Regions from separate parts of the Mus musculus genome. Here regions 1, 2 and 4 are each linked to region 3. Evidence: chromatin contacts called from public HiChIP or PLAC-seq and promoter capture Hi-C data. All regions are on one chromosome and are shown on one strand. Each heading gives the region's core, a stretch centred on a gene start, on an enhancer-like site or on the middle of the called end of the contact. The rest is flanking DNA. Distances are from core to core; before and after follow the strand shown. Region 1 holds the start of Kcna1 (potassium voltage-gated channel, shaker-related subfamily, member 1). Region 2 overlaps Gm10415 (predicted gene 10415). Region 3 holds the start of Ano2 (anoctamin 2). Region 4 overlaps Gm38899 (a long non-coding RNA gene).

Region 1 (2,700 bases), core at 99-2,598, 960 kb before region 3:
GTAAAACCATTTCAAACAACAAGGAAATTGAATAAGCAAACAACACTCTCCCCATTAAAGACAACCATTTTATGTTGATGCATGTCCTTTGATGCCTTCTGTTGCCCTCTTCCTCCCAGCCTAAGGGGTCCCATGGTCCACCTGCCATGACCTTCCTTGTTATTTCTTCCTGTTCACAATGACCTTTTGGTTGCGTTAAGACTTGCATGTTTGTTCATAAACTATTTGTCTTTTATCCATTGGTCTGTGTTTCAGGTTGCCGATTCCCATGAGCCCTCTGCAGAGAGGTCTTTCCCATCTGGAAGCCCATCCTAGTACTGGACACACATTCTGGGTTTATTTCTTTACTCTGTGCCTCCCATTGAATGTGAGCTCCCTAAGATGTGGAACTGTATGTCACTGGTCACCCAGCGCTAGGACAAGGCTGGTCCAAAGCTAAGCAGAACAAACTTTTGTTGAATGTTTAAGGGCCTTCTGACCCCTAGCAACTGAGGACTCATGTGAAAAACGCCGAATCCTCATCTCAACAACTTTTTGTCCAGTTCCTCGGAGGTTCAAAGTCCCGCTTTAATCACATTAGCCACTTGGGAGGATCCAGTAATCCTGTTACTTACAACTCTGAATTTTTGAATTGGGAGGCTATGTAATCTGAAACACTTTTCTTAGGCAATCTCCTTATAATAAGGGATGAATCAGGACAAGGACGTGCACAGGAAACAAGAATTCAGGATCAGGAAGGAGGAAGTGGAAGACGGGGCGGGGGCAGTAAAACGGAGCAGGGAAGATGAAGTGAAGCTCTGGGACAAGGCAAGGAAATGTTGATGCAGTAGGTTCACTGTGAGATTTTTTAGCTGCAGCGACTACCGAACCATCATGCCTGACATTTCTTGGCAGAGCCTCGCATTTATTATTATTTTTCCACCAATGGAGCATCAGTGCAGAAGAGGAGCGGGGGCGGGGGGTAAGGAGTTTCTGGGATGAGGGACCAGTGTGCACTGGGTGGAGTTTAAGGTGGGAAGAAGTACTGTGCAATAGAACTCGCTGTTCATGGAAGAAAAGGCAGGGTTAGGAATCCGGAGGAGAGGAGCGAACAAACACTTATTTTTTTTTTTCCCCCTGAAAGGAATGCTGGGGTCTGAATCTGGAGGAGGAATTTAACTAGCTGTATCCCTGGGATCCTTCTAGAGGCCCCTGCCTTACTAGCCACAATAGAGCCAGGAGGATGTGATCATTGACTTTGATTAAAGAGGTTGGTGGTGTGGGCGGCAGGCGCCGCGAGCCGCGGTGGTGCGAAGGGGCGGTACCAAGGCCGTGCCAAGAACCAATCAGCGATGACTCTGGATTCTTGGGGGCTCCTCAGAGGCTCCGCAGCGGTGGAAGGACTGGAGCTGCTGGCTGCCTCCTCCGGTGCAGCCTGTATCCAGGTGCAGCGGCACTGGGGACGCGGTGCATATCCCTTGCTCAGACTGCCACTGTGACCCTTGCGCGAATATGTCCGGAGCCTAGAAAGTGGTCCTGAGCGGCAGAGGGCCACTGGGTGGGTGGGTGAGTGGGGAGGTTCGGAAGGCAGGACTGAGGGTAGGAAGCGAATTGGGCGACTTGCTTCTCACGTTTGTCCCAATTAGCACCAAGTTGGCAGACAATCCACAAATCCACGACACCTTTGCTTGTCCGCCCCCGCCGCCTCCCTTCCCCCTCCCGTCAAATTCTCTGCATTTCAGAATATTCTGACTGTAAGAAAACTTCAGCTCCCCCTCCTCGGTTCAAGTGAAACAGACACTTGGCACCACCTTCTCCCAGTAACACTGTGTGGATGAATCCCGGAGATCCTCAACTGCAGCGCTTACCAAACTGCACCCTTTGGAGTGTGGCTGGCGTGGGGTTGGGGGGCTAGGGTGGGCTGAGCAGAGAGGCCTCTGGGGGAGAGGCGGGGTGGCGCGGAGGAGCGAGATGCAGGAGCAAGATCGCCTGTGTGACTGCATCTAAAGCAGACTGGTCCAAGGAGTTCTGCCAGGGACACCACCGCCTGCATTGCGTCGGACCTGACCATCTCCAATGTGAAATTCCCGGGGAAGGTCGCTCGCAGCGGAGGGCCGTGCGTGGGAGGGGCTGCCGGCCGCCGGGAAAGAGGAGTTGGTGGTGGGCTTTTCGGGGGGGGGGGCGGAAGAAAAGCTGTGCAGGCAAGGATGGGAACTGAATGACAACCCCCCTCTGCCAAACCACCCCCTCATATTTTCCATCTACCTCCTCGCTCCTGCCCTCCCCCGCCCTCCCCAACCCACGCCCGGGTGGGCCAATCGCTGCTCCGCATTCCAGGCGCTTTCTCAGGTTTCTGCTGATCTTGCAGCGCCCAGAAATGGACCGAGCGAACCTGCGGCCGCACGCTCCCTGCCCCACTCGGAGCTGCTGAAGGCTCGCGGCGCGCCGCGGAGAGAGGTCCGTGCTGTGGTAGCGCAGGTTACCGGAGAGCCATGTAGAGCCAGGCTTTGAGCCGCCCGCCTCCCTCGGGATCGAATCAAGGGCTCCCGTAGTGTTCAGAGGGGGGCGAGAGTGCAGCTTATCGCCATTTGCTTGGGTGATTCCGGAGAAGGTGGCCTTTTTGTCTTTCCACCCCGCATCCTCCGGGACTCCCTTCCCCAGAGAGAGGACAGCGTCTCCAGGTTGCTTGCACCGTGTGAGGATGGGGGTAGGGTACGGACG
Region 2 (2,712 bases), core at 29-2,528, 620 kb before region 3:
AGAAGTGACAGCATGATAGAGTTAATACATAAAATTCCAAGAAAAAAATTCTGACCTTTCCACATTGCATGAAAACATGAACCCTACCTTATCTCTCCTCCCACACTGAGGCCAGCCACAAACACAGCCATCCAAGACGCAGTAATCTCAATCGGTCACCAAATATCCAAAGCACTTTTCAGAATTCAGGGTTATTTTTCCATAAGTTCAGATCTTCATTTGTGTTTCCTCAACAGTCAGTATTTCTACCAGCTCTATGCCCCATTCAAATCTAGAGCCCTAACCCTCAACCCCTCACCCCCACCCCCCAAAAAAATTCCTCTTTGGCCAGAAGTGCACATCAAGTGAAAGAGGCCTTTTAAGGTAGCTGACTTAAGGCCAATTTATGTTTAGTCACCAAGTGAGTATATAGCCATTGGAAAAAATCACTGAAGCTTTTCTGGACTTTTTCATCCATGAAATGAGACTAGCAATGTTTTATGTCTGGGGTTTCCATGGCTCAAATGAGATAATACATGAAAGTTCTTTGTGAGCTGTAAAATACTCCACTACTCCACAGGGCAATTTCACTATTGCTGAGGCTCTGTTTGAACACCAGACCATCTGGCACATACAGAATTAACAGTAAGTCATTACACTATGACGACCTGACCCAGGGAGCCAGGACAGGGGTTGAGGTCTTCAATCAAACTCTGCTGATATGTTCTTGGATCAGCCCCATGACAAGGCAGAAATTTCTCCCTCCTCATTAGCTCACTGTCTGAGGAGCTCATACTTCAAAACCACATCTTAGGGAAGGCTGGAGTGTTCTAATTAAGTCTTCTTAAGGAAGAAAGAGATCTTAAGCCTTCTATTGCTACTTTCTCTCCAGGCTCCAAGCTGAAGCCTGGAAGAAAAGTAAAAAAGTCAGTCAAGGCCTCATCCCACACTCCCGCTGGAAGGCAAAATCTCCAGGAGGTTAATTGTGATGGGAACCAGGGAAGAGCCACTCCTTTTCCCATTGTCATGGAAAGACCACTTTGTCTTAAGTGCTAGGTAAAGAGAGACCCAATTTTAACCATGATGGGACATAATGGGAAATATCATTCTTTTCTTAATCACGAGGTTCTATATACCGTAAGATTCCTAGAAACTCATGCAATTTACAGTTTGTCTTTTGATGACTTACAGGTGGCTAGTGATCTAGAAAATCACTTCTGCTTCCTAAGACCCCAGCAGAGCACAGCCTGGATTCATTGCACCCTTTGTCTGGCACCAGTCTCACAAAGCTTGCCTTAGGCAGCCATGGCTAATCAACTGCAGATGACAGGCAAACAAAGTGTTTGTCATTCCATGCTATGTGGAGCTTTTTCTATGTGACTGCACTTAGCACACAAGACAGTGAGGCCCAAAAGAGTATGGCACAAGAAACCTAAATGCAACACCCAAGCTGAAAGCACAGTGAGAAATTAGCTAGGTCAAGAGTCAGGAATGGCTACAGATCATATCAGACCTGACTATTACTTAGCCAAAGCAGACCTGTAGAAAGATCTATTGCAAAGTTAATCAGAGAAAGAACACGGAAGCAAGTGAAGTTCTGGGCATGCCTAGGCTTGTTTTAGGTGGGTTCTGTGAATAGCATCTTGTGGTGCTGGTCCTAGTCTGTCGGTCACAGATACTCTGAGGCTGATCCACAGGGAAGTTCCTCTGATCAGAACAGTATAGAAGCCTCTTACTTATCTTTAGACTATCTCCTGCAAGTCTAACCACTGATTGATTGGTATAATGTTTATGTCCAGGCAATTTTGAATGGATTGATAAAGGGAACCAGGGGACTCAAACTTTGTTTTCTAGGGGTCCTTTGCCCACTTCAGATGGGTTAAGTATATGGCTTCTTCTCAAATTCAAACAGTGGAGCAAATGTAAGAATCACCCCAAAAGTGAATAAATCCTGTGTAATATTAAGGGAAAGTCATCCAAAGAATTATTTTCCCTCTTATAATCTCACAGTTCATTATGTATCTACATTCCAGCTCAGAATTCATCACACGTACCCTTATTTTTATTAAACTGAGCTAAAAATGGTAAAATGTCTACCATTTGCACAATGGTAGAAACACAGCATCACATTCCCTCTGGACCTAACATGTTGCCTCTAAAACAGTTAATGGAAGTCATAGTTCAGAGAGCAAACACTGCAAACTCGCTCATCCTGGCAATCTTCTGCTAAGCATTGATGTCACACTACAGCTTTTCTAGCTTTTGCATGTCAGACCTATTTCTTCTGCAAGCTGCTCCCTGTGAAGTCTACACTGAAGATCACTGTGAAAAACAACATGACTGGTCTGGTCTTGTCTTTAGAAAGTCACTGTATGTTATCAGAGAACAAGAAGCCCTCTTGTATTCTTCTGCAAAAAGAACCACACTGTATAACTCCCAGCCCTATGGCTGGATAGGTATGATACCACATTCTATGGCAATAACACTCAGAACCCCACCTTTGGAAAATTGAGCAGCTCTCATGGCCATTGATATGTTATGGAACCCACAAACTCTCATGAGCCTCCAATGGAATCTTGGGAACATTCATGAATCTTGAGTGAGTATGTTTGTGCAGGTGCATGTGGTCGTGTGTATATGAGCACAGGTTCCCAAGCATGTACAGGTTTGGGCTTGGACTTTCCCAACAAGGAAAGAGAGTACACATCTTTGGAGCATCAAATCTCATAATTG
Region 3 (2,845 bases), core at 223-2,722:
AATAGATGGGATTAAAAAAAAAATCAGATCCTCAGAAAATAAGAGAAGAGCTGGACCTGGGTTGGTGTCTGGAACCCACCCCCAACCCCCGTTCAACCTCTTCAATCAGCTACCACTGTGGTGCTAAGACACATAGAGGCAACCAGGGGACAGAAGAGGCTGCTGAACAGGGCCTTCCTGGGGCTTCAGAGACCAGCATGGCAGTGCCTGGCAGAACAGTAACAGAACCACATGGGCCCTTGATGTCTAGCAGCTGGTGCAGAGTGACCCTGAGGTTCCTTGAGGGGACTGGTGTCAGGTCTCAAAATTCAGACAGGTGAAGGGATCAAAGAGTGTCACTGTCATCTTAAGAAACAGTTTCTACAACTCTAATACATACACACTCATTCACTCACACACACACTCATTCACACATATACATACACACACTTATATATACACACATACATATACACACATACATATACACACTCATACACACACATATACATACTTATACACACAGTCATATACACACATACTCATACACACATATACATACATACTCATACACAAGAACATAAACACATATACTCACATGTGTACACATATACACATATGTACATACTCATACACACATCTTGTCTAAGATTCTCCTACCACCTGCCACTTGCCTGTGGGCTAACGTCTGACCATCCTCAGTAGGACCTCCCTCCCTGGCCAGGGCCCACATAATCCCTGGAAATATCTGTTTGTAGGACTATGACTAACACTTGCCTGCAAATCCCTTCACCTTGTTCACTCCCAAGCCACAGGCACCTCTCATTCCAACTCCAACAACAAAATAGCCAGCAACTCCCACCCCAAGCAAAGACAAGCTCCCAATAGATCTGATTTTCAAGGCACAGTAAAATAACATCCTTGGTGCCCCCAAACCTTACCTCAGTCTGCCTTTCTTCTAAAAAAAACACTTGTGAAAATGTCATACCTGTACTTGCCTGCACCCAAGGAAAGTGGCTCGTGTCAGAGGCCACAGGGATGCTGTGTCCTCAGTGCACTGTCAGATCAACCTGGCTACGGTCTTACTTACCCTCAGATTATATGTAGCAAGGAGAAGCAAAGTAGAACTGGTGACCAGCCACTGAGAGGGGACACCAGCCCTCTGCCACTTGTCCCCTCCTTGATAAAATATGTAAATAAAAATAAGACTTTAGAGAATTACTCAGGCACCCTCACCTTCCCTACCTCAGGGAAGTCCACTTGACGTCACTCATCCCAAAGAACAGGTGTTAGAATCCCTTCTCTTCCACATCTTCCTTCAATTAGTGGGATGCTGAGAGCCAGGGTCCTGGGGAGGGGAAACTTACCTCGCAGCCCAGGGGCCGCCATGGTGCTGGTCCCCAGATGCCAAGCCCCTTGGCTGCCCTCGCTCCACTCTGGATAGGCTTATGTGGCTGCCAGGGAGTTAATTCCATCGCGGCTCAGCTCTGTCTGGACGTGCCCGCCCCTCGCCAGCGGCTGCCACCTCCTCCAATCCATCCCTCTCCCTGGGCAGTTCCCTGCGCTCCTCCTTCGCAGAGACTAGCCCAACTTCCAGAAAGGATCCCTTTCTCAGGTGCAGCCAGAGACACGCTGGGGTCATGCATGGGCTGCGGGCCAGGGAGTAAATGCTGCTGGCGCTCCTCCACTCCACTCAGGAGCCTGAGTGAGCGCCACACAGCCGGGCTCGCCTGTGATAATTCAGCCGGATTATCTCATGAACTGCCTGGCTGATTAGTTTCCAGTCCCCAGCGAAGCCTCCTTCCTGTGGCACCAGTCTGCCGGCTATAGCCCTGAGTAGTAGTAGGGACTTAAACAGCAAGATGAGGCTACTCCGGTCTGGAGGGGGTGGGGGGAAACATGCAGCCCCGAGTGTACACAAGGACAAGGGGCAGAGGGGAGAGGGCATGTGTTAATTTGAGCTTCCCCAGGAGACTCTAGGGCAGTGAGGAGTGTGCCTAGAATTTAAAAGCTGTGAGACAAGAGTGGTGTGTGCTTTCCTAGAGTGGCTTAGGGACCTGACCATGGACAGAGGAGGGGTGAAGAGAAAGCCTCCAAAGGGCCATTTCCAGGATGTGAGCTACATTCCAAGATGCCAGAAGCAAATGACGCTCCTTGATGTTATGCCTCCTCCTCGGTGGGAAAGCATTACATCAGCATCAAGTACGCTGTTTGTGATCGCTGAATCTGAGAGATGTCTGTCCCCTGTTTTACAGAAGACAGTGGCAGAAACCCAACCAAATGGAAAGAAAACAGAAAGCATCGTGGTCCAGCCTCGAGGATTAATGGCTGGTGTCTATCTAAACCTCTTGACTTCGGGAGTCTCTCAAGTGCTTTGCTTTGCCCAGCATTCATACTTCAGTCTCAGCCTCCAGTCTATGAGGCAGTGACTTCCATTTATCCATTTCACACATGAAGCGTCCACAGTCTGTGTGCCCCAGGTTCCAAAGCGGGCTGCCTGCTCTGGTGTCCCAGCTCAGAACACCTTGCAGTTTCGCATCTCCCTCTTTTTCCCTTCGTTCTCCTTCCTTCACCTGCTTCCTGCTTCCAGGGACCCTTCTCCATGTCATCTCCACTCCTAAATTACTAAAAAGGCACTCGCCTGCTATCCATCCCTCTTCCATCCTCCCACAAGGAGTTTTTCCATGACACCCCCTAAAACATGTTTAAGGGCTACCCTAGTTACTTTTCTGTTGTTTGTTTTGTTGTGGTGGTTGTTGTTGTTGTTGCTGCTGCTGCTGCTGCTGCTGCTGCTGCTGCTGCTGCTGCTGCTGCTATTTTAAAGCAGCTGGGGAAGAAAAAGTTTATTGAACATACATAAACTTCC
Region 4 (2,700 bases), core at 118-2,617, 800 kb before region 3:
AGGAAGAAAACAGCTCATTACAAACCTGTACCTAGATCAATAAACGGAACTTACCAAAGTTCAGAAGCCCAGTGTCTTCCCAATGACAGAATAGTCACATGTCTACAGAAGGAGGTGTTAATTGGACATCTTACATTGCTGTGGGTAAGTTTTAGTTGTTTCTGACCTTTCAGGTATGTATTATTCTGGGTGCGCTATATCTCTCATTTGACTTTACACTTGTGAGAGTCATCCATGATACAAGAGGATGGGTGCACTCATTTGCATATATGCCTCATGTCGCCTCATGTCCTTAACCCAACTTTGTATTTGGGGCTCCTTCCCAGAGTCTTGAGCATTTTTCTACAGAATGACTTCAATTCCCACATCATAGTATAAAGCATAATTAGACATTTAGTGAGCCCTTTACCAGTCTCCTGGTCTTTGGATTTCACGTTATAAATAAGATTTGTCATGATACTTTAGAAAGATTGATAGGACAATGGTAAAGTAATACTAATGTTTCAAAACAGCTACAGTCTTACTTGGAGTTCCACTCGGGCCATTCATCATCCAGTGGATCCAGAGCCTGTTCACGGGGTGCTGAGAACTACGGAAAATGACGTAAGAAGTTCTTCACGAAGGGTGAGAATGTCTACAGGCTGTTTTAAAATATTTCAAACACTATTTCAAAAAGAGAGACATTCTGTTCATGTATGTAACAGTCTGTTAAAAATCTGTAACAAGACCAAGTTCCATAGAAATTGAGTCTAGGTTGGTATCTAAGCCTGGATTAGAACCATGAATTTGATCCCACCCTCCAGGTTGCTTATGTAAGTCTGGTGGTGATGCACCTCAGTTCTGGATAGAGGTAGCAAGTATTTCTCCATGTCTTTGTTAATCATGAGATGATCTAACCCACAGATGGGCAGTCAGAACCACGACACAAGTGCCTGATGGCTCAGTGTACACTCCTTTCCAACGCCTCCACGCAAGTTCGATACTGTTGGAGCTCCTCTGTTTCCACTCAAGTTGGAGCGGTGCTTTGTCTCAAGTCTTGGAACTAGGTAACAGGCCGGGAGGGAGGAGACACGAAACGTTGCTAACGGTCCTTAGCAATTTCCTGGACCCAAAGCTTTCCTCAGTGATGTGTGAAGCTAAGCTGTCCATCCAGCTGTGCTACCCCGATTCGCTAAAGATGTGGAACTAAAACCCAGAAGCTAATCCCTCTATGGATCAACCTTAAAATGCAACAGATTTTTCAGAGATGATCGGGGAAATCTTTTTCTGAAAGGGGAGATGCCTGGATCAGATTCTTAAAGGAAGGAAAACAAAGCATACCTCGAAGGCTTAGCTGGGCAGAGAGGGTGCATGCTGGGAAGAAAGCGATGCTTTGTGGCATTTCCTGGATTCCTGACTCATACTTTCCTCCTGAGGTCAGGAGCGTCCCTTTCTCCTCCAGCAGCTTGCTTCTGGCACTAAGAAATCCAAGATAAATGAGACAGTCTGTGAACAGAGCCCCAAACAGCTGGCCATTGCTGGACACAACTACAATGGCTGGTCAAATGGGGACATCTGGTTCACGTCCCCAGAGATTTAATAATGGCAGAAAGACCAATAAAGATAATCCAATCAACCACTGGGACCAAAGCTCCCAGGAGCACAAAGCTGGGCTGGGGAGGTTGGGTTTCTTTTCCATGGGAGCCAAGGGAAGAGAGGGGCAGGTGAGCCAGCTGTGGGCTTGAGCCTCTCATGCCTGCATTGTTGGTCTCTTTGACCATGAGGGAAAATCTCAAGGAAAGCTGGGGGGGGGGGGGTTGTTCCTGGAAGAGTGTGGGAGATTTTTCACATTTATAATTTGGGGGCACACTCATATCCTGATCCTCTATAAACTCAGGGCCATGGGAATTGTTAACCCATCATTTGATGGATATTTATTCTACATGACCCGGTGTAAAGACTCTTAGCTAGGGGTGGATTTGGGACAGGAAATGACTTCTCTGCTAGTGTTGGTGCTTGTAAGAAAGTGCTGCTCTCTCTGTATATTCACTTTTGCAAATGGAACATGAAGACAATAGTTTGTATCTCCTAGGACTGTTAGGGACATGGTACAAAATCATGGGCGAGCTTAGCAGAAATACGTGATGTTCACATGATCATCTGTGATACTTAGAACCAAGAGTCTGCTCTGTTATGACAGATGGCACAGAGAACAGAAACTCACTGAAGGTTCTAATATCTTTTGTTTGGCCTCTGGTCTCTTATTCTTAGATTTATTTAATCTTTTTTTTTTTTTTTTTTTTTTTTTTAAGATACAGGCTGGGTGTGGTGGCACACACCTTTAATCCCAGCACTTGGGAGGCAGAGGCAGAGGCAGGTGAATTTCTGAGTTCGAGGCCAGCCTGGTCTACAGAGTGAGTTCCAGGACAACCAAGTCTATACAGAGAAACCCTGTTTCGAAAAACCAAATAAATAAATAAATAAACAACCAAATACAAAAAAATAAAATAAAAATAAAAAATAAAAATAAAAAGATATAGGTAAATAGGCAAGTGAGATGTTATTTTATCATTAATCAGCTTTCTGATACCATAACAAGATACACATGATAATTAACTTACAAAGACAAAGGGCTTCCTGAAGCTCGTGTTTTTAGAGATTCTCACCCCAAATCAGATGTAAGGCAAAGAAGAATCCAGGGATGTGTGACTATATTTGAGG

Evidence for each region. Promoter capture Hi-C pulls out the DNA fragments that hold promoters and counts their contacts. HiChIP or PLAC-seq counts read pairs in DNA pulled down with a chosen protein or histone mark.
Region 1: a contact with region 3 is called in an H3K27ac HiChIP or PLAC-seq map of embryonic stem cells, with 8 times the contacts expected there. The contact joins the promoter of Kcna1 here to the promoter of Ano2 in region 3. A contact is called at or near these places in 10 of 39 promoter capture datasets (the 3T3-L1 cell line, 3T3-L1-derived adipocytes, the C10 cell line and 5 more) and 2 of 115 datasets of contacts at active chromatin or transcription factors (embryonic stem cells and stem cell-derived neural progenitor cells).
Region 2: a promoter capture Hi-C map of stem cell-derived epiblast-like cells shows a contact between it and region 3, with 4 times the contacts expected there. The contact joins the enhancer-like site here to the promoter of Ano2 in region 3. A contact is called at or near these places in 9 of 39 promoter capture datasets (HPC-7-derived erythroid cells, cranial neural crest, embryonic stem cells and 5 more), 1 of 484 Hi-C or Micro-C datasets (nephron progenitors) and 2 of 115 datasets of contacts at active chromatin or transcription factors (both in embryonic stem cells).
Region 4: a contact with region 3 is called in an H3K27ac HiChIP or PLAC-seq map of embryonic fibroblasts, with 11 times the contacts expected there. The contact joins the enhancer-like site here to the promoter of Ano2 in region 3. A contact is called at or near these places in 7 of 39 promoter capture datasets (cranial neural crest, embryonic stem cells, frontonasal cranial neural crest and 4 more), 4 of 115 datasets of contacts at active chromatin or transcription factors (embryonic fibroblasts, embryonic stem cells and forebrain) and 2 of 9 other capture datasets (adipose tissue and embryonic stem cells).

Annotation. Positions count from the first base shown.
Region 1 is chr6:126,644,449-126,647,148 of GRCm38.p6, reverse strand. It overlaps Kcna1 (potassium voltage-gated channel, shaker-related subfamily, member 1), which reads left to right and starts at 1,348. Exons shown (of 2, transcript NM_010595.3): 1 at 1,348-2,700.
Region 2 is chr6:126,309,522-126,312,233 of GRCm38.p6, reverse strand. The region is part of intron 3 of Gm10415 (predicted gene 10415); the gene reads left to right. Among named protein-coding and RNA genes, the nearest start is that of Gm10415, 18 kb to the left of the region's middle. Within about 2 kb of position 1,278, at least 17 of the 459 cell types and tissues checked have an H3K27ac peak or open chromatin away from gene starts, as enhancers often do. A contact at or near this core is called in embryonic stem cells and stem cell-derived epiblast-like cells, where this site is marked.
Region 3 is chr6:125,689,246-125,692,090 of GRCm38.p6, reverse strand. It overlaps Ano2 (anoctamin 2), which reads right to left and starts at 1,472. Exons shown (of 25, transcript NM_001364562.1): 1 at 1,347-1,472. The coding sequence starts at 1,368.
Region 4 is chr6:126,486,093-126,488,792 of GRCm38.p6, reverse strand. It overlaps Gm38899 (a long non-coding RNA gene), which reads left to right. Exons shown (of 5, transcript XR_869437.2): 3 at 513-624; 4 at 904-1,046; 5 at 2,292-2,524. Among named protein-coding and RNA genes, the nearest start is that of Gm38899, 27 kb to the left of the region's middle. Within about 2 kb of position 1,367, at least 25 of the 459 cell types and tissues checked have an H3K27ac peak or open chromatin away from gene starts, as enhancers often do. A contact at or near this core is called in embryonic fibroblasts, where this site is marked.